6 separate regions of the Sus scrofa genome follow, and all the other regions are linked to region 5. Evidence: chromatin contacts called from public Hi-C and HiChIP or PLAC-seq data. All regions are on one chromosome and are shown on one strand. Each heading gives the region's core, a stretch centred on a gene start, on an enhancer-like site or on the middle of the called end of the contact. The rest is flanking DNA. Distances are from core to core; before and after follow the strand shown.

Region 1 (4,292 bases), core at 1,321-3,820, 220 kb after region 5:
GGACTGCATCTATTTAATGAACAAATGTAACAAAAGGGTATCTTTTCTAAGTAGCTTAATATATAGGCCTTTTCATTTGTTAGAAAAAAAAAAACCCTGAGCTAATTATTATTCCAATACTGAGTAGAATACTACATATAATACAGTTGGAAAATTAATAATTTTGTCATCCTATGATAGTATTTGGAAAGAGAGAAATAAAATTAAATAGGTTCTCAGGTAGAGTGAATTAAACATAATTTTCATGACCATTTTATAACCATATAAACCTATATATGGATCTTTATTCCAACAAAATTAAAAAGTACACCTGTTAATAAGCTCAGCTAAGTGAAAGCACACTTTTAGAAAACAAAAGAGTCAAAGAAACTTTAAGATTCTAACAACACAAAAGAAATAAACCTGGTGTGGTAATATATCATGAAGGAATAAAGAAACAGAGTACAAAGTGTGGGCTCAAGTTAAAAACTGGAAAACTATCAGCCAAATCTAAAACTAGAAATTTGGCCAGGTTTGGAACCTGCGCCGATGTGGGGACAACAGGATACTCTTACGGACTCTGCTGTTTTTCCTTCATTCCCTAAGGTCCATGTTTCCTGCTTGTATCACTTCCATCAGCCTGAAGAACTTTTATTTCTTTAAGAGTAGTTATGTAGGAAACAAATTCTCCCAGTTTCCCTTTATCTGGGAATGTCTGTATAACATTGTAATTTCCAGAGGTTCTTTTCATTAGACAGAGAATTCAGTGTTGCTCATTCTTTACTCTTGGTGCTTTAAAGACGTTTTTCCACTGTGTTCTAGCCTCCATGATGTCTAAGGAAAAATCCGCAGTTACTTGAATCATTATTTCTTTGGGCATTTTCAAGATTTGTCCTTTATCTTTAGTCATTAGTAGGTTGATTATAATGTATCTATAAATGGCTTTCTTTGAATTTATCCTTTCTGGGATCTGATGAGCTTTTAAAATTTGTAAACACATGTCTTTCACCAAATGTTTGAAGTTTTAGCTATTATATCTTCAAATTTAAGAGTTATTATATCTGGGTAAATATAATAAATTATCACTTTTCTCCCTTTAAGTTCTTTGTTATATATAATTGCTGAAAGCATTTCAATACATGAGCTACAACTTAAATAACACAAAGGTCAGTGGGGGAAAGTGAAAATAGTTCACAGCAGATTTTGAAAGATATGCATAATGTAATACCTAAAGCAGTAACTAAAATAAATTAAAAAAATAAACCCCAAAATACAATAAATGAAGACAGAATTCTAAAATATATTAATACCAAAAAAGGCAGGAAAGAGGGAACAAAGAAACAAAAAGATGTTACAGACACACAAAACAAAACCGTAGGCTTAAATCTAAAAAGATCAATAATAAATTAAAAGCAAACTGCTTGAGAACACCAAGTAAAGGAGATTATCAGACTGGATTTAAAAACAAGACCTTAGTACATTCTATTTAAAAGGAATCTGTTTTACATATAAATGTATAGGCAAGTTAAACATAAAATAACAGAAAACCTATGCCATGCAAATAATGCCCCCCCCCCACAAAAGCTGTAACTTTCAGTATGATGGAGTGAGGAGGATGCCAAATCCTCTCTGAAGAAGCAAATATAAAATTTTACAAAATTATCAAAAGCAACCATTTCAACACTCTGGAAATTGACTTAACAGTGTTCAAAAAATAGAGAAGAATTTATTCATGAAAAACTATTGTACTTCAGATAAGAAGAGAGAAATCAGTAGCATGCTTCCTTAGGGTGGCTCCCATTCCCTCATCTAGCTTGGTTAGGACAATAGTTCTAACATGGCAGGGCAGGCTGCAAAAAACCTGCAGCTTTACTGATGGAGTAGGCTGACTTGGAACAAAAGTCAGAGGGTTGATGTGGAATGAAAGGTGCAAAACCTATATCCAGTACTATTATAAGTAGCAATCTTGCCTTTTTTTTTTTTTTCTTTTTTTGGGTCTTTTTTAATGCCACACCCCCGGCATTTAGAGGTTCTTTAGGCTAAGGATCAAATGGAACTGTAGCTGCCAGCCTACATCACAGCCACAGCAATGCCATACACCCCAGCTAAGGGCAATGCCAGATCCTTAACCCAACTGAGCAAGGCCAGGGATCAAACCCACGTCCTCATGGATACTAGTCAGGTTTGTTAACTGCTGAGCCACGACAGGAACTCCATAAGCAGTAATCCTGGTCACAAGCAAACATGGGAGAGGCTGAGGGGTATTTCTGATTAGGGCAAGCAATGGAATAAGCAGATGAGCCAGGAATGTTAACAAGAAGGAATGGGGTTATAAAACAGTCAGAGAGACATTTGATAGTCTCTCCACATATCTGAGGCTGACAGGAGGTGGTGAGCAAACACCACAGAGGCTCAAGAGACCCCAGAGGGCTGAAGCTATTTCCAATCCCAGCTCTACAGAGAAGTTGCTCACATGCACAGAAGAGAAAAGAGAGGGTCCAACAGAAAATTATAGCTGGGGTAAACCTGCAAACTGTCTAAATGCTAAATGTGTTTCTGAAACCACATACACACAGATCCACTGACAGAGGACAGAAGCTTTATTGGCTTAAGGTGTTCAGCCACTAAGTTATACAGACACAGGGCAAAAATCACAGAAAGGTTTAAAAGTTAAAACAAAAATAATAATAATAAAGCCCCACCAAATAAAGATATCAACGGTCACACACTGTGGGGAAATGAATTTCATGTTTTAGTTCAAGCAAATTACTAAGAAAAACAAACAAATAAATAGCAACAATAGCAACAATCTTCATGTAGGAAAAAATAATCAGGATTCAGAGTTGCTACAATACAGTATTTAAAATGCAGGTTTTTTTTTTTTTAATTCTAAGATTTGCAATAAAACAGCAAAGTATAACCCATACTCACGAAAAAAATGAGTAAATAAAAACTGATTCTAAGTGGATGCAGACGTTTGATTTAGAAGACAGCGTCAGCAGCTATAATAAAAAGCAGCTATACTAATTATGTTGAAAGAACGAGAAGAACAAGTTTAAAGAACTGGAAGAAACTATGACAATGACTTGAAAAACAGAAAACTTATTCTCAATAAAGAGAAGAAAACAAATTTTGGAGCTGAAAAATACAAGTGAAAAGGAAAATTCACTAGTCAGTCTCTACAGCAGATTTGAATAGGCGGACAAGCAATCAGTGATAAACAGATAACAAAAACTATCCAAATAGAAACAGGCAAAAAAGACTGAAGAAAGTGAATAAGGCCTTAGAAATCTGTAGGACAAAAACAACTGCACAAATATTTGTGTGATGGGATTCCCATTTAAAAAAAAAAAAAGGATAAAGGGGAGAAAAAAATATTTGAAAAAAATAGTTGCTGTAAATACCAATTTTGATGAAAAATATTATTCTAATGATCCAAGAAGACAAATAAATACAAAGTAGGATAAACACAAAGAGATCCACACTTACACATATCATAATCAAACTGTGGAAGACCAGAAAAATCTCAAAAGCAGCAAGAGAAAAATGATTTGTCATGTTTACAGGAAAAATAAACACACACTCACATGCAAAAGCCTAACTTCTCACCACAAACAATAGAAGCCAGAAGGCAGTAAAATAACATATTCAAAGTGCTAGAAAATAAAAGCTTTATAAATGAGAAATTCTATATTTACAAAAGCTATCCTCCTAAAATAAATGCAATATAAAGATAATCACAGTACAGATACCAGACACAGACACAGAAAGACAGAAAGATGCAGAAAGAAAGAGTACCAGAAATGGCAAAAATACGGGTAGACAGAAAATACCCTATAAATACATCATTTTCTCTTTTCTTAACTTCTTTAAAAGATACAAGATTATATGAAGCAATAATTGTAAAATTATATTACAGAGTCATAACATGTATTCATGTAATATATATGACAGTAATAGCAGAAAGGAAAGGAGAAGATGTGGGACAATATTGGATAAAGTTTCTAAAATTTACCAGAATTGTTAGTTTTAATCAGAAATAAATGGTAATTTATTAAATGCTTATCCCAATTCCCAGAACACAAATAAGCTCATTAAAAATACGTAGTTTAAAAAGCAGACAGAGGAGCTGAAATCATGCATTAAAAATATTAATTAACACAAAAGGAGGCAATAAAGGAGGTACAATTAACAAAGATATAAGATGTGTAGAACACAAATGGCAAAATGATGGATATAAATACAACCATATCAACAATTACATTAAATGTGAGTAAACAACCAATCTAATGAAAGTATGTCAGATTAAATAA
Region 2 (4,152 bases), core at 101-2,600, 170 kb after region 5:
GGGGAGGAGTCAGAATCAGGGCCTGTGCACCTGACCGCTATTCTCTGTGGCTTCTCACATATATGCGTATTTGTTAATTTTATCCATGGAGTAACATAATGAAACTCTGACTCAGTCCTTTCAACTCTAATTTAAACAAAACTTGCTAAATTTGGTGATTTGATCACCTATGATCATAAGTAGCAAATCAGAAAGGGTTGGAGGAGGGCTTCTATAGGCAGTCAAAGTAAAGCAGGAAACATTAAAAATATAGAAAGTTGAAACAGAAACTGAAGTTTATAGCAAAAGAGGATTATTCAGGGTAAGAAAAAGATAAATGCAGTTTTGGGAAGGAGTGGGCAGAAAGATGGAAAAGGTAACTACCATGTGCAGAATACCCATTATGTGCCAGGTGTTTGCCTTCATCCTCAGACGGCCCTGCCCAGCAGGCTGTTCTAGCCCCATTTTGAGGCTCAGAGAGGTTCAGCACCCTGCCCACGCTCGCTCTCATTCTACAAAAATGATTACAAAGGAAACACTTCTTGGCCTGAATAGGGGTAACAAGTTATCTGGGAAATGTACTAGCCCAAAATACCACATTTGATGGATAAGTGAGGTATCATAGTACCTTTTTTTTTTTTTAAAACTTTGAAACACGCAAACTTAGAAGATCCTAAATTTAGAAAATCTATAAGCTGAGGTTGTGCTAATGGGGGATTTTTCATTTCATGTCCTATTTTCTTTCTTTCTTTTCTTTTTTTTTGGTCATGGAATGCAGTGACTTGATGTGGAATCTCAGTGCCCAGACCAGGGATTGAACCTAGGCCGCAGCAGTGAAAGCCCTGAGTACTAACCACTAGACCACCAGGGAACATCCCTTCATGTCCTATTTTTAATTGTCTGGTATTCTTTTTTTAAACTACCAGTGTGGGGTTTTTTACTTAGCTAACATTCTTAGCAAATTCAAGGCACTGTGCCAAGAAATAGAGTGGCAAGAGATTGCCATTTGGAAGGGTTAGCAATTCAAAACAGAAATACACACACATACAATGTTCAGCCACACACTTTCAGTTAGCAATGTGAATTAAATAGAAGGGCCGGGCTGGACCCATTACATAACCAATATTTTGTTCTTACATTGCTTATTGCCTAAAGACTATTGTGAATAGAAGAACAGCAGGAAAACAATCCTACAAAGAATGAGCTACTCTAAATACAATAAAACTGTTCTGTAAAAGACCAAAACTGTAATAAAGGGAAATCCAGTTTTCTTGTGATGTTGAAATGTGCATTCGTTTCATTTAGCTCTGTTGCAGGAAGCACTCTATGCCCATTTAAGGCTGCTGACTAAACCACACTTCTATGCACATCCTCCGTCACTCCCCATGACCCCACCCCCATGCCCCGCTGTAAGCCCTGGTGCCCACTTAGGTGTGATTACCCCTGGTGCAGCCCTGCCATTGGTGTCTCTCTCAGGGGAAAGAGCTTGGGGTAGACGATCGTAAACATGGGCTCACTACACCGGTGACAGTGCCCGAGGGGGCACTGCAGCAGCTCCAGGAGACTTCTGGGTAATGAGACTGGAGACAGAAAGTTCAAATCTGGAACACAACAGAAAATCATACACAAATGAAAAATGAGATTTCCTTAAACAAGGCTTCTTAAGATATTTCTCTTCGTTAGTAAGTTCAATTAGTTAAAAGCCCTGCATATTGGGAGTTCCCACTGTGGCACTGTGGGTTAAGAATTCGACTGCAGCAACTTGGGTCCCTACAGAGGTGTGGGCTCAATCCCGGGCCCAGTTCAGGGGGTTAAAGGATTCAGTGTTGCCACAGTTGTGGCATAGGTCACATCTGGGGCTCAGATTCAATCCCTGGCCTGGCAACTTCCACATGTTGCCTGTGCAGCCATTTAAAAAAAGAACTGCATGTTGAAAAATCTGTTATCTGACAGGTACTGAATAAAAACATAATATAATTTGGAAATGAAAGATATTTTTTACATTTTTGATACTAAGAGAAAACCTAAATCTACTCTTTCAAGAGCAACTAGAAGCTGTTCTGTGGTGGAGGCAAGGAAAGAATAAAGTCAAATATTTTTTAAGAATAAAGGCATTAAGTTTACCCAGAAAGGGTCTGTAAACTTCTATAAGAGACAGAGAACTAAAAAAAAGGACTAGGACAGAAGATTAAAACTAAGTTTTATTAAGTTCTTCCTCAATCTATTGGGCATTTAGAATCTATTGAGCTAAATTATATTTAATGAAAAGAATAAAAGAGGAAACAAAGAAATCAAAGAAAATGAAAAATAATAAAACCAAGCTTTTCCTTGCCTCACTCCCAGGAGATGTCATTAATAAAAACAGGGTGCCTCCTTCCCAATTTAGTCTGAGCTACACAGAAGAAACGTTTAAAGTAAAAAACCCAGGCAATCCTGAGTGCAAATTTACACAGGGTTGCTATTGATAGTAAACATTCAGGAGAGACAGAAATAGTCAGGGGAGTTCCCGTCGTGGCGCAGTGGTTAACGAATTTGACTAGGAATCATGAGATTGCGGGTTTGATCCCTGGCTTTGCTCAGTGGGTTAAGGATCCGGCGTTGCCATGAGCTGTGGTGGAGGTGGCAGATGTGGCTCGGATCCCGCATTGCTGTGGCTGTGGCGTAGGCCGGTGGCTACAGCTCCGATTCGACCCCTAGCCTGGGAACCTTCATATGCCGTGGCAGCGGCCCAAGAAATGGCAAAAAGACCAAAAGAAAAAAAAAAAGAAAAAGAAAAAGAAATAGTCAGAATGAGGTGAAATCCCAAAATACTGAATCATCTTCAAGAAGGAAATACAAATTACCTTATCATCTTCTATATCTGTTCAGACATCAATAGCCATTTTGAAAAATGTAATTTACTCATAGGTAAATGACTTCAGTTTTCTGTTTAGTTTTAAAAAACAACTTAATACGTATGAGACTTTCCTGGAAGTCGCTATTAAATGTTTTTGTACGGACCCCCTTTATTTTAAAAAGCAAAGATAACACATTTAGCAGGGTTTTTTTTTTTTTTTTTCTTTTTTTTCTTTTTAGGGCCACACCTTCAGCATGTGGATGTTTCCAGGCTAGGAGCTGAATCAGAGCTACAGCTGCTGGCCTACGCCATAGCAATGTGGGATCTGAGCCACATCTGCAACCTACACCACAGCCCACAGCAATGCCACATCCTTAACCCACTAAGTGGGGCCAGGGACTGAACCCCCAAGCTCTTGGATACAAGTTGGGTTCATTACCATTGAGCCAAGATGAGAACTCCTCATTTAGCAGTTTTAAAATCACATGAAATAAATTTTCTTATTAATTTGCCTAGTGCACTCTTAATGCTTTAAGATATTCACTCTACAACACCTATGACATATACACAATGCCAAATCTTTTCTAAACCAAGAGTTGGCATGTGTGGCAACACTGCCAAAGGTTCCCGAAATTAATTTCCCTTTAGGTATATAACTTTCTCAGATGTGAGGAGACTACAAGCCCTACCCTGTTGGAAGAAGACTCCAACTCTACTTGAAGGATAAGGTCTTTGAATATTTTTTCACACTGAAGAAAGTGCCTTTGCCAGCCTTCTCACTTCCACCAAACCAATATTCCCCAACACCAATTTCTTTCAATGAAACCACACAGTTTAACTTTTAACCTCTGTTCTTTGTGACCGAAGACCAGATTAAGTGAATGCTTTTCTGGGTCTACAAGGGGTGCTGAAGGGATCAGTAATGATAAAATACAAAAACTTTTCTCTTATTAAAAAAAAATCCCACTGCACAACAATGTGAATATACTAAATATCACTAAACTGAATACTTAAAAATGGTAAATTTTATGTTACATACATTTCACCACAATTTTAAAAAAATGAACATCAAAATAGCATAAAAACAATATCTAGGCTCACAGAAAAAAGAAAAGAAAGGACCCACGTACCTTTTAGAGAACTGTGGTAGGTACGATGCAGACTCCTCATGGCCAGCTCTTGGAGAGGCAGGACATGATCCTTCTCTGTCCCTATGGCCTTCACTTCAGCAGGGAGGAAAACAGTTAGTGGCCCTGATGAGAAGGAAAGCAGCTTCACCTCAGAAACTTGAATGGGAGCACCACAGCTACAGAAAGACACATATTTGAAGTATATTA
Region 3 (3,920 bases), core at 1,003-3,502, 230 kb before region 5:
TCTGAGTCTGGATTTATTTTTTACTGGACATGCTGAATGAAAGAAGCAACCATAACTGATCAGGGTACAGCTGTATTAACTCAGCTTTGCCGTTCTCTTCCGACTCTTCTCTCATTAGTGACACCTTTATTAAATTCTGACTCCTAGTCTTGCCAAATCCAGTGTTTTGGCCCAGTGTTTTGGGCCAGATGGTTGGGCCTTTGGGGTCTTAGGACTTGGAGTTGGTGCTGCCACTTCCTATAAACTTCAGTTGGTCACTTAATGTCTCTCCTGTTAAACCACAACTTAATGAGCACCTACTAAGTGGGCACTGAGTTGGACACTAGGAATGGTGAGCGAAACAGAGATGATAATTAGGAGCAAAGGCAATAAAACAAGTAATTTAAGTGGGAAGTGCAATGAAGAACCAGAATGATCTGACAGACACAGAGGGAGGACATTTGTATACAGGGGAACAGGGGAGGCCCTGCTGAGAAAGTGACTCATTGATGCCTAAGAGTCAGAAAGTCTAGCCATGCCAGCAGCTGAGAGAAGGAAATTCCTGTGAAGGGCCACAGTTAGGAGAGCTGGGTGTTTAAAGGCCAGAGAAAAGTGGGGTGTGGCTGAAAGAAATAGTTACGGGGGCAGAGAATGCTTCCCAGACCTCACACTATCCTGGACTGTGACTGCCAATATAAAAAATTTGATTTTTAGGTGTCCCTGTGGTGGCTCAGTGGTAACAAACGTGACTAATATACATGAGGACTTGGATTCGGTCCCTGGCATTGCTCAGTGGGTTAAGGATCCACTGTGATCCGAGGTGTAGGTTGCAGGTGGCTTGGATCCTGCATTGCTATGGCTGTGGCATAGGCAGGCAGCTGCAGCTCTGATTCAACTCTTAGCCTCGGAACTTCCCTATGTTGCATGTGTGGTCCTAATAAAACAACAACAATAACAACAACAACAAAAAAACACTTGACTTTTCTTCTAAGTGGGATGGAAAGTCATAGAAGAGGTTTCTGAGATTTTATTCTTTTAATCCTTTTGCTTTCTTGCTTAATTTGATTGCTAGTGAGGCTTAATTTCTTTTTTTCTTTTTTCTTTTTGGCTGCACCTGGGGAATGTGGAATTTCCTGGGCCAGGGATGCAAGTTCCACCACAGCAGTGACAGGAGCCACTGCAGTGACACCACTGAATTCTTAATTCGATGAGCCACAAGCAAACTTCCAGGTTTAATTTCTCTTCCCTGTTAGCCATTTGTGTTCTGATTGTGCAGAATTGTCTGCTCATGCTCTCCATCCATTTCACAACTTGGATCTTAGCGTGTTTATTATTTAAGATTAATAAAATTCTAATATTTTGCTGCATCCCTCCCCCCACAAGATTACTGGGGTTTTTTTGTTTGTTTGTTTTTCTTTTTTCTTTTTTGTCCGCCTCCGGGCAATATGGAGTTCCTACGGCTAGGGATTAGATCCAAGTGACCTACGCCACAGCTGAGGCAATGCAGGATCCTTAACCCCATGTGCCGGGCTGGGCACCGGACCTGTGTCTCAGCACTCCAGAGATGCCGCTGCTCCCGATGCACCACAGCGGGAACGCCTACCATTTGCTATTTAATTTTGCTTTCCTTTTTTGGGCTCAAGCTTTAAACCTTTGTGTTTTAGTGTGTAAAAGAATTCATCCATCACTTTTAAGCTTAAGGAGTCTCAGCCATCTGACATTTGATAAATTGTGTTTCTTTAGTCCCTGTTGTCACGGTTCAGGGTCTTAACATTCATGGACTTTTTTGTCCTCGTGCGCGGGGGGCGGGACAGAGCAAATTCCTCCTGCGTTCTGGCCCGGGAAGGTTCAGAATGCGAGACCCCTCAGACCAGAGGAGTTCCTTCTCCTCCGGAGGCCTCAGCTGGTGATAGGCACTCCATTGGCAATGCGAGCTTCTCGTTACAGATCAGGAATCCAGGTCTGGGCCAAAGTCCTCTTCTACTACTGAGAAAGCCGAGGCTCAGTGGAAAGCCCGAAGGGAGACTCAAAGGGTTTGATTGTCTAGAGCCGAGGCATAAACTGGAGCCTGGAAGAGCCGATGCAGCAGGGGCAGGCGAGCCTTTGCATCAGGGGTCAGGTCCTGGAGCTGAGGCCCCGCCGCGGCCCCCTATCCCGGCCTATCTCTCTGCAGGTCCTGTGCGGACCATCAGCACAGCTGGGCTCGGCCAAGTCCCCGCCCACCGCTGATTTCATTGGCTGCTTCGGCCGGCCCCACCTCCCAAGGACCAGCTGATTTTCGCAGCCAATGGGCTGCGGCGGCGGCAGCAGCGGCGACGGGTTTCGGCTGATCCCGGACGTGAGGTGCCCGGCTCTGAGGGAGGGAATCCGAGGTCCAGGTGGGGTGCCGCATGGGCTCTTTGGGTAGCCCCGCCTGTCTGTCTGTCGGGTGGCGAGCTATGGCTCCAGGTTCTCAGAGGTTGCCCTGCTGCCGCTGGAGGTGGGGCGTCCCAGGACGTGGAGGGCTGGCCCGAGGTTTCTGGGGTTGGAGGTCGGAGGTCGGAGGTCGGAGGGCGTGCCTTTGTGGAAAGTTGGGGCCTCGGAGGTCTTGGCATAGGGGTGGGCCGCTCTGGGCTTTTTCACTCGGCTCCTGTTTGAGGGCTCCCCCTCCCCGTGTCACGAAAGGAGTTCCGAGGGAAGCAGGCCTGCGAGCCGCCGGGGCGACCCGCGGGCGCGAGGAGAGTGGTCGCTTCCCTGCTCCTCCGAGCTCGAGCTCCAAGTGCGGGGAGGGGAGGGAGTGGGGCAAGGTGGGGGTCGCGCCAGGGCCACTCGTTCCCTAGGGGTCTGCTCCCCTCTGCCTCGGAAGGAACCCGGTGTGAGTTTTCACTTCTGGAAGTTCTTCCATCAACTTGGAGTGGTTAGGGCTGTGTTGTGCCTTCTATGCTGGTTCGGAAGTGATGATAAAAACCAGGTGTGAGGAGGCACTTGAAGGCAAAGGGACCTGTGAGAGACTGGACGAACTTCCTAGTTGGGTGGGGATCCTCCCCCTAACTTGCCTCAAGTGTGATAGAATTCATACAGTTTCAAAAGCGGAGTCTCAGAATTCTAGTCTTGACCTTAGTGAAGATAGTTGGGAATGCTTGAAGTATTGAGTAAGAATTTTTCGAGCAAAAGTTCTGAGTTTTAAGATTCTCAGTGCAAGGAAGGGAGTTGGGAACCGCCCTTACCTCTCCTGGCAGTGATCCCAGCTGTTGCTTTACTTCTCTGGGACTGAAAAGTTGTTTCTCTGCATGTGTGGGATTGAAGGACATGTAGCTGTGGATGAGGAATAAGGGGACAAAAAAAGGGGACTCTTGTTTTCTGTGCAAAAAAAATATGCAGCTGGGGGGGAAAGTGTTTCTATTTGCCTATCTCTCCCTTCATCTCATTGAGCATAAACATGTGTTTTGACATTTGTTTTATACAGACGGTATGTGTTGCCAATTTGTAATACTAGGCAAAGGAGTCATTTCTAACAAGGATACAATTATCATCAGTGTAGCCACGGAAGAATGAATATGCCTTGTGTGGAATTAACCCTGGGGTTTGGTTTTCAGTTAAGAAAATGAGGCAGAAGGGAGTGTTAACCAAGACCTTCCGAGGCCCAGCCAGTGTCTGTAGAACTCCGACCAGCCACGTTTACATGTTTGAGAATGGCAGTGGGGACTCGGGGGACTCCTCTGAGGAAGAGTCCCACCGGGTGGCTCTGCGGCCTCGGGGCAAGGAGCGCCAGAAGAAGGGTGCCCACCAGTCTCACCAGCCTGGAGCAGGGGATGTGGTGCTGCTACAGCGGGAGCTGGCCCAGGAGGACAGCCTCAACACGCTGGCTCTTCAGTATGGCTGCAAAGTAAGAAACCCCACAAGTGACAGTGCCACCTGCCCTCTGCCACCTGTGTTTAGAAAAGCAGAGGAGCTCCCTGAAG
Region 4 (3,990 bases), core at 310-2,809, 150 kb after region 5:
AATCACTTCACAGCAACCAGATGAACATCTGGCAGCAAAGCAACATGAAAATGCCATCCTTTCAAAGGAGGAACAAATACATGAATTCTCCATTAAAAGCTTTATCTTTTGTCAGAGCATAATCTCACACTTTCCATTTGTGGCCTTTCTGCAAAAGCCCAAGGCTGAATTGAGCCTGCTCTTCCCGACTTTTCTCAATGTTATCTGGACAACAGTGTGTCAAGCACATAAGAAATCTAGGGTCAAAATGTAGATTATCTAATGCACCAGGTATTTAAATAACAGTGCACAGGCTATATTTAGAATCAACCTGCTAAAAACTAGTAGCAGAAGTAGCTGAAGCCTGTTTATCTGATGTAATAAAAATATTTCAAAGTCAATATAAATTTAAACATAAACCCATCTAATGAAACACCGGAAGTCATATTTTGATTTTTCTCTCCCTTTCTCAGTAGCCAGAAAATGTTCAAATCTAGAAAGAAAAGGATCAGAACTTTTAAAGCCCAAAATATCTTCAAAATCTTCTCTTTAAAAAAAATCTTATCAGAAAATAAAAAGTTCAAAAATTATTTTTCTGTAAATAGTCTTCCAAAATAAGTGTGTATTTCATCTATAATCTACATTTTTATTTTTAAAACCCCTCATAAAAGTCTCTTAATATGTTGCAAAGGTTTACAAACAAGGTTGTAACTTTCCAGGGCACCCTTGTGAAGCCTCTGCTGTCATCTAACTGGCTGCCAACTCAGGCACTCTTGTCCTTACCTAGTCCACCCTCCACTGCTCTTCAATACTACTGAGGTTTGTAGGGTTTGCTGAAATTCATTAAAAACATGAGGAATAACCTCTGGGGGAAATAATTCTCTGGGGACAGAAAGAGAAAGGAGAAGATGACAGGTAGCAATGAAGGTATGTGTGTCCAAAAACTGATTTAGTTACATTATGAACAGAGTTTTTCAGGGAACTGAAGCTTCCTCTACATTAGATTTGGGCAGGTGTATCAAAGTAAATACTCTGTCTGCAAGACACACTTCCAGAGAAAGAAAAACACAGAAGACAAAGGGTCCTTAATTTGAGGGAGGATATATTCCGACGTGGGGGCAGGGTGAAGGCATTTCGGCTCTGAAGCTCTATCGAGATATTTCCAGGTTCTGCAATCCTGGAGCTGGATAGGACAGGGCAGGATGATAGGATCTGTTGGTCTGGCTGGGCTCTTTTGTCCCGCTGCTGCACAATGTGCGACTTGCAGGAGACTGCAGTGTCAAGCTGGCAACACTCCTGAGGCTCCTGAGTGTCTATCAGCTCAGTAGGTCAAAAGTCTGCAGGCACTGGGTGGAGCAGCAATAAGCCACAAAACTAACAGCTGCCCTCCTGCAAGGGGAAAGAGGGAGAGAAGGACACTGTGAGTTCAAGAGGAAAGTCTCAGGATTCCTTCCATTAGAGACAGTCTTCTTGTCAAAATAAAGGACTAGGTGTGGTCAACCAAGTACACAACAGAAATGTAAATTCCTTCTAAAACTGAGGAATGAAATCAGATGAGTCATGCACATGCTCATCTGGTTAGCAGTTTTCAGATGACGTAACATCCCTATGCTGGCAGCTGAGGAAGAATAAGCTTCATGCATGTTACAGTCTGAATTCTGCTTATTAGAACCAACAGCACAATGACAAAATTTGAAATACATTATAAAAAAAATCACGTAGCAGAAAACGTCACCAATTTATCTAGAACACACAAACACACAGAACTTAAAAAAACATAGTTTTGGAGTTCCCGTCGCGGCGCAGTGGTTAACGAAACCGACTGGGAACCATGAGGTTGCGGGTTCGGTCCCTGCCCTTGCTCAGTGGGTTAACGATCCGGTGTTGCCGTGAGCTGTGGTGTAGGTTGCAGACGCGGCTCGGATGCCACGTTGCTGTGGCTTTGGCGTAGGCTAATAGCTACAGCTCCGATTAGACCCCTAGCCTGGGAACCTCCATATGCCGTGGGAGCGGCCCAAGAAATAGCAAAAAGACAAAAAAAACCAAAAAAAAAAAAAAAAAAAAAAAAAAAACCAACAAACAAACATAGTTGTAAGGAATTTATCCTACGAATGTATTTCTGCAGGTTACTAAAGAGGTTATTTCAGAATCTGAATAACAGACTTTGAGGATTTTCTCCCACAGAGCAGAGGAGTTCTATCTCAAATTCCTGTTTGGCAACTTTCTTCAGTAAGTCATGAGCCCTCTGATCCACTCTGTGCAGCTCTAGCAGTTAGATGACTTGTTTTCCCACCAGAAGTGCTATCCTCTGGTGAGAAGAGAATGTAACCTATTGCCGTTTTCATTGGACCCCCTGTGCCAACTGTTTTCTATTTTTCCCACCCCCTAACTCAGTCTTTGCCCTTCTCTGTAGTTCAGGAAGGTGACATCTAAAGACCCTACAAGCAAAGCTGCCTGGTTGCTGGTTTCTGGCTGAATTAGGCCAGTGGGAGGCATAGCAGGAGGGAGAAGGGCATGAAGAGAGAAAAGCTGAATATTTTCCTTTTTCTTCTCTTTTAAAAAAGATCTAGTTAATAAAGGTATAGTTACATACAAACATATAATAAAATTCACTCACTTGAAGCTGATGAGTTTTGAACTACAATTGTTTAACACCACAATCAAGATATAAACTATTTCTCATATCCCTAAAAGTTCCTTGTGTCCAGTTGCAGCCAGCACACCCCCCCAAAAAATTCCCTGCCAAGTCTCTGGCAAACATTGATCATTTCGTTTCTCTGTGAGATCTGTGGGCCATTGTAATTCTCTAAAAGCTTTGCCATTATCTCATCTTGGATGATAAAAATCTCAAGACAAGCGCTAGACCTAATTTTATGGGTTCTTAGATTTTTGAACTAATCCTGGATTCCCTTATCAACTTGTTCCAACTAGGTTGGCTGATGTGAGGATAACGTCCCTGTGGATGGACCCTCCTGTATGGCTCCAGTCCTCACTAGGCTTTAGTAACAATTTTGACAACCAACCAGGCAGTTGACAACTCTGCCTTAGCCTTTACTTCCTGCTTGCAGAAAATCTCAGTTTCAAGGAGAGGTGGGCTCTTGGGGACTTCTTGGGACTATTCTGAGCATGCTCACATCCTTATGCATGCACATGGCCTTACATACTCCCATCATTATGTTAGTGCTTTTCAAAGCCCTTATGGAAAACTCATTCCCCCAATTTTCCTCTTCAGCTTTATGGTTAGTGTATTATTTGCAACAGTTATCCACAGTTTCAGGCATCTGTGAAGTTAAGTATTTGCCCGTAATTGTTTTGAAAATTTTTGACAAATACCCTTAGAGAAGAGGCTTTTTGCACTGGTGAACTCTGACTGACCTCAAAGTTCAGTCAAATAAAGACAAGCTTGCAAGCAGGGTTTTTCAGTGAACAACCACACAGTGACAGAGCTCTGGAAATGGGCCTATGAAGATGCTTCATCTACCTTCTACCCCTTTCCAGTTGCTTCCAGGCTGCTGGTTTTAACTGTGATTGCAGATTCTGGGTTTTCAATGTTAAGACTAGAAGATGGATTGATGCCCACATTCTCCACCAAAAAAAAAAAAAAAAAAAAAAGGCTAGAAGATGGGACTATAAATCTAAATATCACAAAATTCTCTGTTCCTACTGAGATTCAGTCACTTTTTTTGAGTAAATACTCTGCAGATTGTTCTAAGCCTTTTATTAATTTTCAGAGTTACGAAAAATTCAGTTTTGGTAATTTTTGCCAGTTTTCTTACTGCTTTTATAGAAAGGTTGACTGTTTCTACTCCACTGGGCAGGCCCCTTCTGACAGCTCTAGTTCTCAAGAGCCTCCAGATCTTCCTTTGTCCTTCATACCTACAGATTAAGAACAGTAAACCTTCCTACTGCTCTAAGTTCCCAGGTACTTTATCACCCTTGCGGGTACTCTGAACTCTGCCTGAACTTCTGTAAATTGTCCCTCTCCATCAAAATCCCAGTTTTTGTGTGTTT
Region 5 (3,738 bases), core at 458-2,957:
AAGTAAAGACTGAGCCCTCCAAAAATAAACCAAAAAAACAAAACAAAACCATAAAGTGTACATACAAAAGCCATAATAACACAATATGGTTATTTTATCCTCATTTCCTAAATTCATACTACTAAACAAATGCCATTTCTGTGTTTGGGGAAAAAAAATTTTAAGCTATTTTGTTTACCTTTTCCACAGACTGTTCAAGTACTGCCAAGGTAACACAGATTTTAAAACTGACAACTGGAGTACTTGGCAGTTGCCAAAACAACACAGCTGGATTCTTAAAGGGAAAGTGCTCTTGTGTAATGTACACCTAATTACAGCTTTAGAGACCCTTCTCTTCATACAGTAACAGATACAAGACACAAAAAAAAATGCTGTGCTATAACTTAAAAAACTTTAGACAATACGTGTTTAAAAATACACACACTCTTGTTAACACAGCACAGCAGGCCTTTCTAAAAGCACATTTACTGGGATCAAAATCTCACAGTAAACTAAAACTCAGATTAACACTGTGCTGTTCTTCTCCAATACAGTTCCCTCCTGGATCATGACAGGAGGCTCGCTTATCTCAGGAACCATTCAAGTCTGAGGACATTTTTATAGCTACATTTTAAAAGGAAAAAACAAAACAAAACAAACCTTGTTTTTCTAAATCAGAAATATTCATCTTTTCCAAACTTGTCTGCACTATCTCACCTACTAATAAATCCTCACTTATCAAAGACGGGTGGAATCGAACTAAAAGGCGAAGTTTCTATCTCACAAAACCCTCCGTGCGATCCGGGATCTACTTGGGTGGATGTTCAGGGGCAGCGAGCAGCTCCCTCTGCAGCCCCTTGTCCGCGAGACGTCTCGCCGATCGGTGGGGCGTCTGCACGGGCAGGTGCTCCCCCAAGCCGGGGCCACCTCCTGGAACCCTGGGGCGACCTGGCCACCGGTTCGCGCGCGCGCGCACACACACACGCACACACACACACACACACACACACACGGAGAGCTTGGACCTACATGTTCTGCTCCGTTAGACCAACATTCTCCCAAACCAGAAGTGGGGGAACTTCATATCCAACCAGGGCGCAGAACGCCCCTCCACACCAGGGGTCAGGCCCTTCGGGTGGACCCCGGCCTCGTAAGGCAGGATGAAGAAAAGGGTCCTCGGGCGTCCCCCGCCCTACTCCAGAGTCTCCCAGCCCCAGGGAACTCCTTCAACTTTCAAGAAGGCGACGTCCACCACCGCCCCCAGCCCCACTCGCGCCGCGCACCCAGGGAGGCTCCTCGAGCCGAGCCCGCGCGGCCCAGCCTGCCTCCACCGGCCCGAGACACCCCTCAGACCTCCGGCCCGCCCTCGGGGCACCCCGCCCCCACACCCGCAGGCGCCCCGCCCCGCGGCGCCCACCCGACGCGACCACCCCACCCGCCCCGCCGCGGCGCACCTCGGCTCCGGCCCTGTGCCAGCCCGACGCCACCCCGTCCTGGCGTCCCCAGAGCCCCGCAGGCGCCCCTCCCGGGGCCGCGCCGCCCCTCGCCCCGGCGCCCCCCAGCCCCGACCCGGCTCCCTCGCTGAGACGCCGGCCCCGCAGACCAGACCGTGCCGCCCGCAGTCCTCACCACGTCTTAGGCGCAGCTGCCGGGCACACACACGCCGCAGCCCGGGCCCGCCACCAGCGCTCCGCGCCGCCCGGAGCCGCCTCCTTCAGCCCGGGACTCGCCGGGACGCCCGCGCACGGATCCCCACACCGGGGCTATTTTTAGGAGGCAGGCCCCGGCCGGGCCGGAACTCGTTCCTTCCAGCGCGCGTGCGCACGATGCTGATGGACTCAGTGTCCCTCCGCCGACCTCGCTTTTTCCTCCTTTTCCCTCCTTTCCCCTTGCTCCCTCTTTTGCTTCTCCCTTAAGGTTTCTTCTCCGAGCTGATTTACCCTCTTGGTGGATAGTAGAGCACTTAGAGTAGGGAAGACAAGGGTGCGGGCAAAGAGGGTCACAATGTTTGGAAGCGAACACTACCCCACAAGGACGTGAGGAGCGGACTATGTTTTCTCGGGTGGGTGAGAGACGGCTCACCCGGCACAGGAAGGAGATGACGGCGGTTTGGCGCCGGGGCTACGGGCTGGAGCTTGCTTCCCTCTGAAGGACCGTGTTCTCCTGGAAGGGATACTGGTCACTTGACAAGGGCCTGGGCGCCTCCCAGGGCGGGGCGGCCCGGCGGCGTCGCGCCCTGCAGCCTCCGCCTCCCCCGCCGCTGCCTCCCCAACCGGCCGTGGGGGCCGGGCCGGGAGCGGCTCCAGTGACGCGGCGCGTGGCAAATCGCCGCGCGTGGCTGCCCGCTCCAGCCAACCCGGGGTGCCGGGGGCGGGGCTGGGGCGGGGCGCAAGTCGGGCAGTCTCCCGGAGTGCTGTGCCAGGCGGCGCCCTTCGGGAGCGGCCAGACACCCCCTGCCGGGCTCCTGGAACCGTGGCCAGACCCCAACCCTCGGGACACGCTTGGCGCCCCCAGGTCTCAGCTCGCCACGCCCGCGCCCACGCCCTCATTGCGGACAGGACGCACCTGTGCCCTCGCCTGGGCGGCCACTGGGTCACCCTCACTGAGCAAGCACAATGGAACACAGGCCCCTGGCGCTTCGTGGCGGCTCGGACCCGGCCCCCAGACAGTACAACTTGGAGGGACCTGGATGGCAGGCGGCATCTTTCGCGCTGGCCAGCGAAGCTCCCCACGTCCCAGAAGAGAGAACCTACAAATCTTGACCATTAGTAATCGCTAATTACAAACAGGCTCAGCTAGTAAGCCTTGAGCGCTAAACTGTGCTGAATGGTTTGCGTACGATAGTTCAAGTATTCCTTGCAACATGCGTAGGAATTAGAATAAGTTTCTATTCCCATTTTACATAGGAAAGGGAAGCTTAAGCACTAAAATGACGGTTTAAGTAGTTTCGATGATTAAGGTTTAAGAGGAGGGCACTGAGCCCTTGAACTCCTAACCACTGTGCGTACCGCCTTTTCTGAGAGCAGGACAGAGGGGATGTGCTTGGCACAGACAGCCATTCTGTTTTGGAGGGTGTTGGGCTTTGTCGCGGGAGGTCATTAGGTGAGCCATTGCGGTCCTTGCATCCTGAAGGCTGCTGGCCTCTGGAGTTTCTATGGCCACACTGCCGACCTCTGCCCCCAGAGGTACCTATGCAGTGGACACGAAGCCAAAGAGTTATTTTCACTTAGTGAAAATGAGAAAATCAGTCCCAGAGCACTTTAAGACAAAGTGATTGGGGTGGGTGAGCAGATTTGCAGAGGCTGTGGGCAGAGGAACTGGGAAGTTACAAAGGAAGCTGGAGGCTGGCAGGCTTCCTCCCTCAAGGACAAGGCAATATACTGGGAGAACCCAGCACAAAAGCGACACAGAAACACCAGATACTGGGAAATAAACCTGGAGTTGTGCACAGAGCCCCACAGTGTCAGCATTCGGAGGAGTCAGCAGCAGGGACTTGCAGGGAGGTTTTTTTAAAACAGGTTATAATTGGGTGTAACTCAGCAAGTCAGTAGAAATGCATGCTTTTTAACCTGCCAGAGGCTGCAAAGCCAGCTGGATTTGACTTCTCTGCTCCAAGAAAATAGAAGAGTTTGGCACTTTTCCTTCACAGTCTATGATCTGAGGTGGGTGGACAGTGAGCAGTGGCTCCTTCATTCCCACCTGCTCTTCATCCTGGAAGGAGAAAAGGGACAATGAGAACATGGTGTTCTGAAAGAGGTT
Region 6 (3,728 bases), core at 1,180-3,679, 150 kb before region 5:
TTTTATTCTCTGACCAGGGCTTTTCGCATAGTAAAACTTACATTTTGGTAATAACTATGTATCTTTTTCTTTATAGATTATGATTTTGGTTTTGTAATTCTCCAATGTTTTCTTCTAAAAGTTTCAGAGTTTTATGCTTTATATCTGAATCTCTAATACATTTTCAGTTAATTTTTATATAAGGTATGAATTATACATCAAGGTTCTGTTTTGCATATGGATACTGAATTGCTATAATATCATTAGTTGTATTGACTATCCTTACTCCTCCTCTAAACTGCTTTACCTCCTTTGTAAAAAAAAACAAAACAAAACTGAATATATTTGTATGGGTCTATTTTCTGGGCTCTCTGTTTTGTCCTTAGATCTATGTGCTCATCTTTTTGCCAGTACCAAACATTAGCACAGCTTTATAGTAGGTCTCAACACCAGGTAGTGTCAATCTTCCTATTCTGCTCTTTCAAAATTGTTTTGGCCATTGTAGTTCATAGCTCTTTGCTCTGCCATACATATTTTTTAAAGTAAAAGAAAAAATTTTTTTTTGTCTGTGCTCATAGCAGTGATAATGCTGAGTCCTTATCTCACTGCACCACAGGGAACTCCTCCATATGTATTTTAGAATTGGCTTATTGACAGCTACAAAAAAACAAAAACAAAAACAAACAAACAAAAAAACTTGCTGTGATTTAAACTGGTGCTGTGTTTAATATATCAACCAATTTAGGAAGAAGTGACATCTTGACAATATTAAGTCCTCAGACCTATTAACGTGACATTTCTCTCTGTTCATTTCAGTCTTTGATTTCTTCCAACATTTTATAGTTTTAGCATGAAAACCATGCATATATTTTGTTAGAATTGTAGGTATTTTTCTTACTTTTGAATATTTAAATGGTATTTTAAAATTTCACATTCCAGAGTTCCCGTTGTGGCACAGCGGAAACAAATCTGACTAGGAACCATGAGGTTGCAGGTTTGATCCCTGGCTTTACTCAATGGGTTAAGGATCTGGCGTTACCGGGAGCTGAGTTGTAGGTCGCAGACGTGGCTTGGATCTGATGTTGCGGTGGCTGTAGTGTAGGCCAGCAGCTATAGCTCCGACTAGACCCCTAGCCTGGGAACCTCCATATGCCACGGGTAGCAAAAAAAAAAAAAAAAAAAAAAAAATTCACATTCCAACTGTTCACTGTTGGTACAAGAATATAAATTGACCTTGTACCCTACGACCTTGCTAAACTCACTGAAAGATCCCAGGAGTTGTTTTTCTACATAGATTCTTTATGCTTTTCTACACAGATATTGTATCTTCTGTGAATAGAGGCAATTTAATTTCTTTCTTTCCAACATGTATGCATTTTACTTATTTTTCTTGCCTTGTTCCATCTAGGACATTCAGTACAATGTTGAATATGGGTGGTGAGAATAAACATAATTGCCTAGTTCTTAATATTATTTTATGGAAAAACAATGTTTTCCCCTTATTAAGCATATTAGTTATAGAATTTCTGCAAATACTCTTTATTAGGTTAAAAAAGTTTCTTTGTAATTTGAAGTTATTTTTATTATGAATGAAAGTTGAATTCTGATAACATGGTGAATTACACTGTTGAATTTTCAAATTTGGAATCAGTCTTGTATTCCTGAAATGAAACCCACTTGGTCTTAAATATTATCCTTTTTGATATAATGATGAATTTATTTACTAATAAACTACTATTTCTTGAGCATTTTATGTCTAGAGTCCATGAGGGATATTGGCTTGTAGTTTTCTTTCCTTATAATGGAATATTTTGGTTTGTATTAAGTAATGCCAGTCTGATAAATGAGTTCAGAGGTATTCTCTCCTTGTCTCTTTTTCTGAAAGAAATTATGTAGAATTGATACCGTTTCTTCTTAAATGCTTGCTAGAATTTGCCAGTGAAACTATCTGGGTCTGGTTTTCTTTTTTGGAAGGTTTTAAAATTGGAATTCGATTTCTTTCTTTTTTTGGGCTCCATCCATGCCATGTGGAAGTTCCCAGGCCAGAGATCAAATTTGTGCCACAGCAGTGACACCACCAGATCCTCAGCCAGCTGCATCACAAGGGAAGTTCCTGGAATTCAATTTCTTGAATAGATATTTACTATTCGGCTTAACTATTTCTTCTTCAGTGAGTCTGGCAATTCTTAGGTAATTTGTATCTTTCAGAGAACTTGCTCATATCATCTAAACTCTCAAATGTATTAGAATAGAGTTGTTTGTAGTATTCCCCCCATTGCCCCACTTTTAACTACAGTGTTGTTTTGTTGTTTTTGTACAATAATTGTAGTGTTATCTTTCAGAGTTTTTTGGGTTATGTAATTCCTTCATTCTTGATACTGCTAACTTGTGTTCTCTTTTCCCTTGGTCATCTTGGCTAGAAATTTAGCAATTTTATTGATCTCTTAAAATAAACTAGCCTTTGGTTTGACTGTTTTTCTCTACCGTCTTTCTGCTTTAAATTTCATTAATTTCTACTCATTCTTTCTTTTCTTCTAGCTGCTCTGAGTTAAGTTCTCTTTCTTTAGTTTCTTAAAGTAAAAGCTTACTGACTTGGGATCTTCCTCTTTTCTAATATAAACATTTAAATGCTATGAATTTCCCTTCTCAACACTACTCTCGCTTGTCCCCAAAATTGCAATGTTGTATTTCTCAAAATTTTTAAATTTATTATTATTATTATTTTTTGCTTTTTAGGGCCGTACCCCCTAGTTCCCAGGCTAGGTGTCAAATTGGAGCTGTACCTGCTGGCCTACGCCATAGCCACAGATAGCAGTGTGGGATCCGAGCTGTGTCTGTGACCTACACCACAGTTCACAGTGATGCCTTAACCCACTGAGTGAAGCCACGGACTGAACCCACATCCCCATGGATACTAGTCAGATTCATTTCTGTGGCGCCACAACAGAAACTCCCCAGTGCTTTATATATGTGTGTGTGGTGTGTGTGTGTGTGTGTATACATACACTTTTTTTTTAAGTTTTCCCTTGAGAATTCCTCTTTGACCTATGAGCTATTTTAAAAGTATGTTATTTAATTTCTATATATGGAGATTTTCCTGTTGTCTTTCTGTTACTGATTTTGTTACAGTTAGAGACTAAAATCTGTATGATTTCAATTCTCTGAAATTTGTTGAGGTTTGTTTGATGGCACAGGATCTGGCCTATCTTTATGAATGTTTCAAGTGCCCAAGTGTCTCAGAATGTGTTCTGCTGTTGTGGAGTATTCTATAAACAACTCTTAGGTCAGGTCTGTTGAAGACTGCTCAGGTCACCTAGACTCCTGATTTTCTGCCTACTGTTCTATCAATTACTGAGAGAGGAGTGTTGAAGTTTCCAACTACAACTGTGGATTTTTCTCTTCCACTTTTCAGCTCTCAGTTTTTGCTTTATGTATTTTGAAGGTCTGCTATTAGGTGCATATACATTAAAGATTCTTCTTGGTAGATGAACTATGCAATGTCCTTCTTTACCTCTGATAATATACCTTACTGTGAAGTCTACATTGTCTGAAATTAATATGGCTATACTAACTTTCTTTTTGTTAATGTCTGCATGGTATGTTTCCCTCTATCCTTTTATCTATGACTTTCATATTTAAAGTAGGGTTCTTAGAATGTACAGTATGATCTTCCTTATTCAACCAATCTGATGTTTTGTCTTTTGGCTGATGTCTATGAACACATTTACTTGTAAGGCTGGATTAAAATC

Evidence for each region. Hi-C and Micro-C count contacts between places; a contact is called where the count stands out from the background. HiChIP or PLAC-seq counts read pairs in DNA pulled down with a chosen protein or histone mark.
Region 1: an H3K27ac HiChIP or PLAC-seq map of skeletal muscle shows a contact between it and region 5. The contact joins two enhancer-like sites. A contact is called at or near these places in 1 of 47 Hi-C or Micro-C datasets (embryonic fibroblasts) and 2 of 2 datasets of contacts at active chromatin or transcription factors (alveolar macrophages and skeletal muscle).
Region 2: an H3K27ac HiChIP or PLAC-seq map of alveolar macrophages shows a contact between it and region 5. The contact joins two enhancer-like sites. A contact is called at or near these places in 4 of 47 Hi-C or Micro-C datasets (alveolar macrophages, embryonic fibroblasts, fetal heart ventricle and 1 more) and 2 of 2 datasets of contacts at active chromatin or transcription factors (alveolar macrophages and skeletal muscle).
Region 3: a Hi-C map of liver shows a contact between it and region 5, with 4 times the contacts expected there. The contact joins the promoter of LYSMD4 here to the enhancer-like site in region 5. A contact is called at or near these places in 4 of 47 Hi-C or Micro-C datasets (embryonic fibroblasts, fetal heart ventricle, heart right ventricle and 1 more) and 2 of 2 datasets of contacts at active chromatin or transcription factors (alveolar macrophages and skeletal muscle).
Region 4: an H3K27ac HiChIP or PLAC-seq map of alveolar macrophages shows a contact between it and region 5. The contact joins two enhancer-like sites. A contact is called at or near these places in 2 of 47 Hi-C or Micro-C datasets (embryonic fibroblasts and mesenchymal stem cells) and 2 of 2 datasets of contacts at active chromatin or transcription factors (alveolar macrophages and skeletal muscle).
Region 6: a Hi-C map of liver shows a contact between it and region 5, with 2.1 times the contacts expected there. The contact joins two enhancer-like sites. A contact is called at or near these places in 1 of 5 promoter capture datasets (liver), 6 of 47 Hi-C or Micro-C datasets (embryonic fibroblasts, fetal heart ventricle, liver and 2 more) and 2 of 2 datasets of contacts at active chromatin or transcription factors (alveolar macrophages and skeletal muscle).

What each region holds. Positions count from the first base shown.
Region 1 is chr1:138,119,184-138,123,475 of Sscrofa11.1, reverse strand. All of the region lies in intron 5 of LRRC28 (leucine-rich repeat-containing protein 28), which reads right to left. Among named protein-coding and RNA genes, the nearest start is that of LRRC28, 120 kb to the right of the region's middle. Within about 2 kb of position 2,570, at least 1 of the 83 cell types and tissues checked has an H3K27ac peak or open chromatin away from gene starts, as enhancers often do. A contact at or near this core is called in skeletal muscle, where this site is marked.
Region 2 is chr1:138,164,124-138,168,275 of Sscrofa11.1, reverse strand. LRRC28 (leucine-rich repeat-containing protein 28) reads right to left here. Exons shown (of 10, transcript XM_001925096.7): 8 at 3,946-4,121; 9 at 1,421-1,580. Among named protein-coding and RNA genes, the nearest start is that of LRRC28, 170 kb to the right of the region's middle. Within about 2 kb of position 1,350, at least 7 of the 83 cell types and tissues checked have an H3K27ac peak or open chromatin away from gene starts, as enhancers often do. A contact at or near this core is called in alveolar macrophages, where this site is marked.
Region 3 is chr1:138,565,902-138,569,821 of Sscrofa11.1, reverse strand. LYSMD4 (lysM and putative peptidoglycan-binding domain-containing protein 4) reads left to right here and starts at 2,252. Exons shown (of 3, transcript XM_001928238.7): 1 at 2,252-2,357; 2 at 3,555-3,844. The coding sequence starts at 2,267.
Region 4 is chr1:138,187,095-138,191,084 of Sscrofa11.1, reverse strand. LRRC28 (leucine-rich repeat-containing protein 28) reads right to left here. Exons shown (of 10, transcript XM_001925096.7): 10 at 1-1,368. The coding sequence ends at 1,296. Among named protein-coding and RNA genes, the nearest start is that of LRRC28, 190 kb to the right of the region's middle. Within about 2 kb of position 1,559, at least 14 of the 83 cell types and tissues checked have an H3K27ac peak or open chromatin away from gene starts, as enhancers often do. A contact at or near this core is called in alveolar macrophages and skeletal muscle, where this site is marked.
Region 5 is chr1:138,339,665-138,343,402 of Sscrofa11.1, reverse strand. No RefSeq gene overlaps it. Among named protein-coding and RNA genes, the nearest start is that of MEF2A, 57 kb to the left of the region's middle. Within about 2 kb of position 1,707, at least 76 of the 83 cell types and tissues checked have an H3K27ac peak or open chromatin away from gene starts, as enhancers often do. A contact at or near this core is called in alveolar macrophages, embryonic fibroblasts, liver and 1 more, where this site is marked.
Region 6 is chr1:138,490,537-138,494,264 of Sscrofa11.1, reverse strand. The region is part of intron 6 of MEF2A (myocyte enhancer factor 2A); the gene reads right to left. Among named protein-coding and RNA genes, the nearest start is that of LYSMD4, 75 kb to the left of the region's middle. Within about 2 kb of position 2,429, at least 1 of the 83 cell types and tissues checked has an H3K27ac peak or open chromatin away from gene starts, as enhancers often do. A contact at or near this core is called in liver, where this site is marked.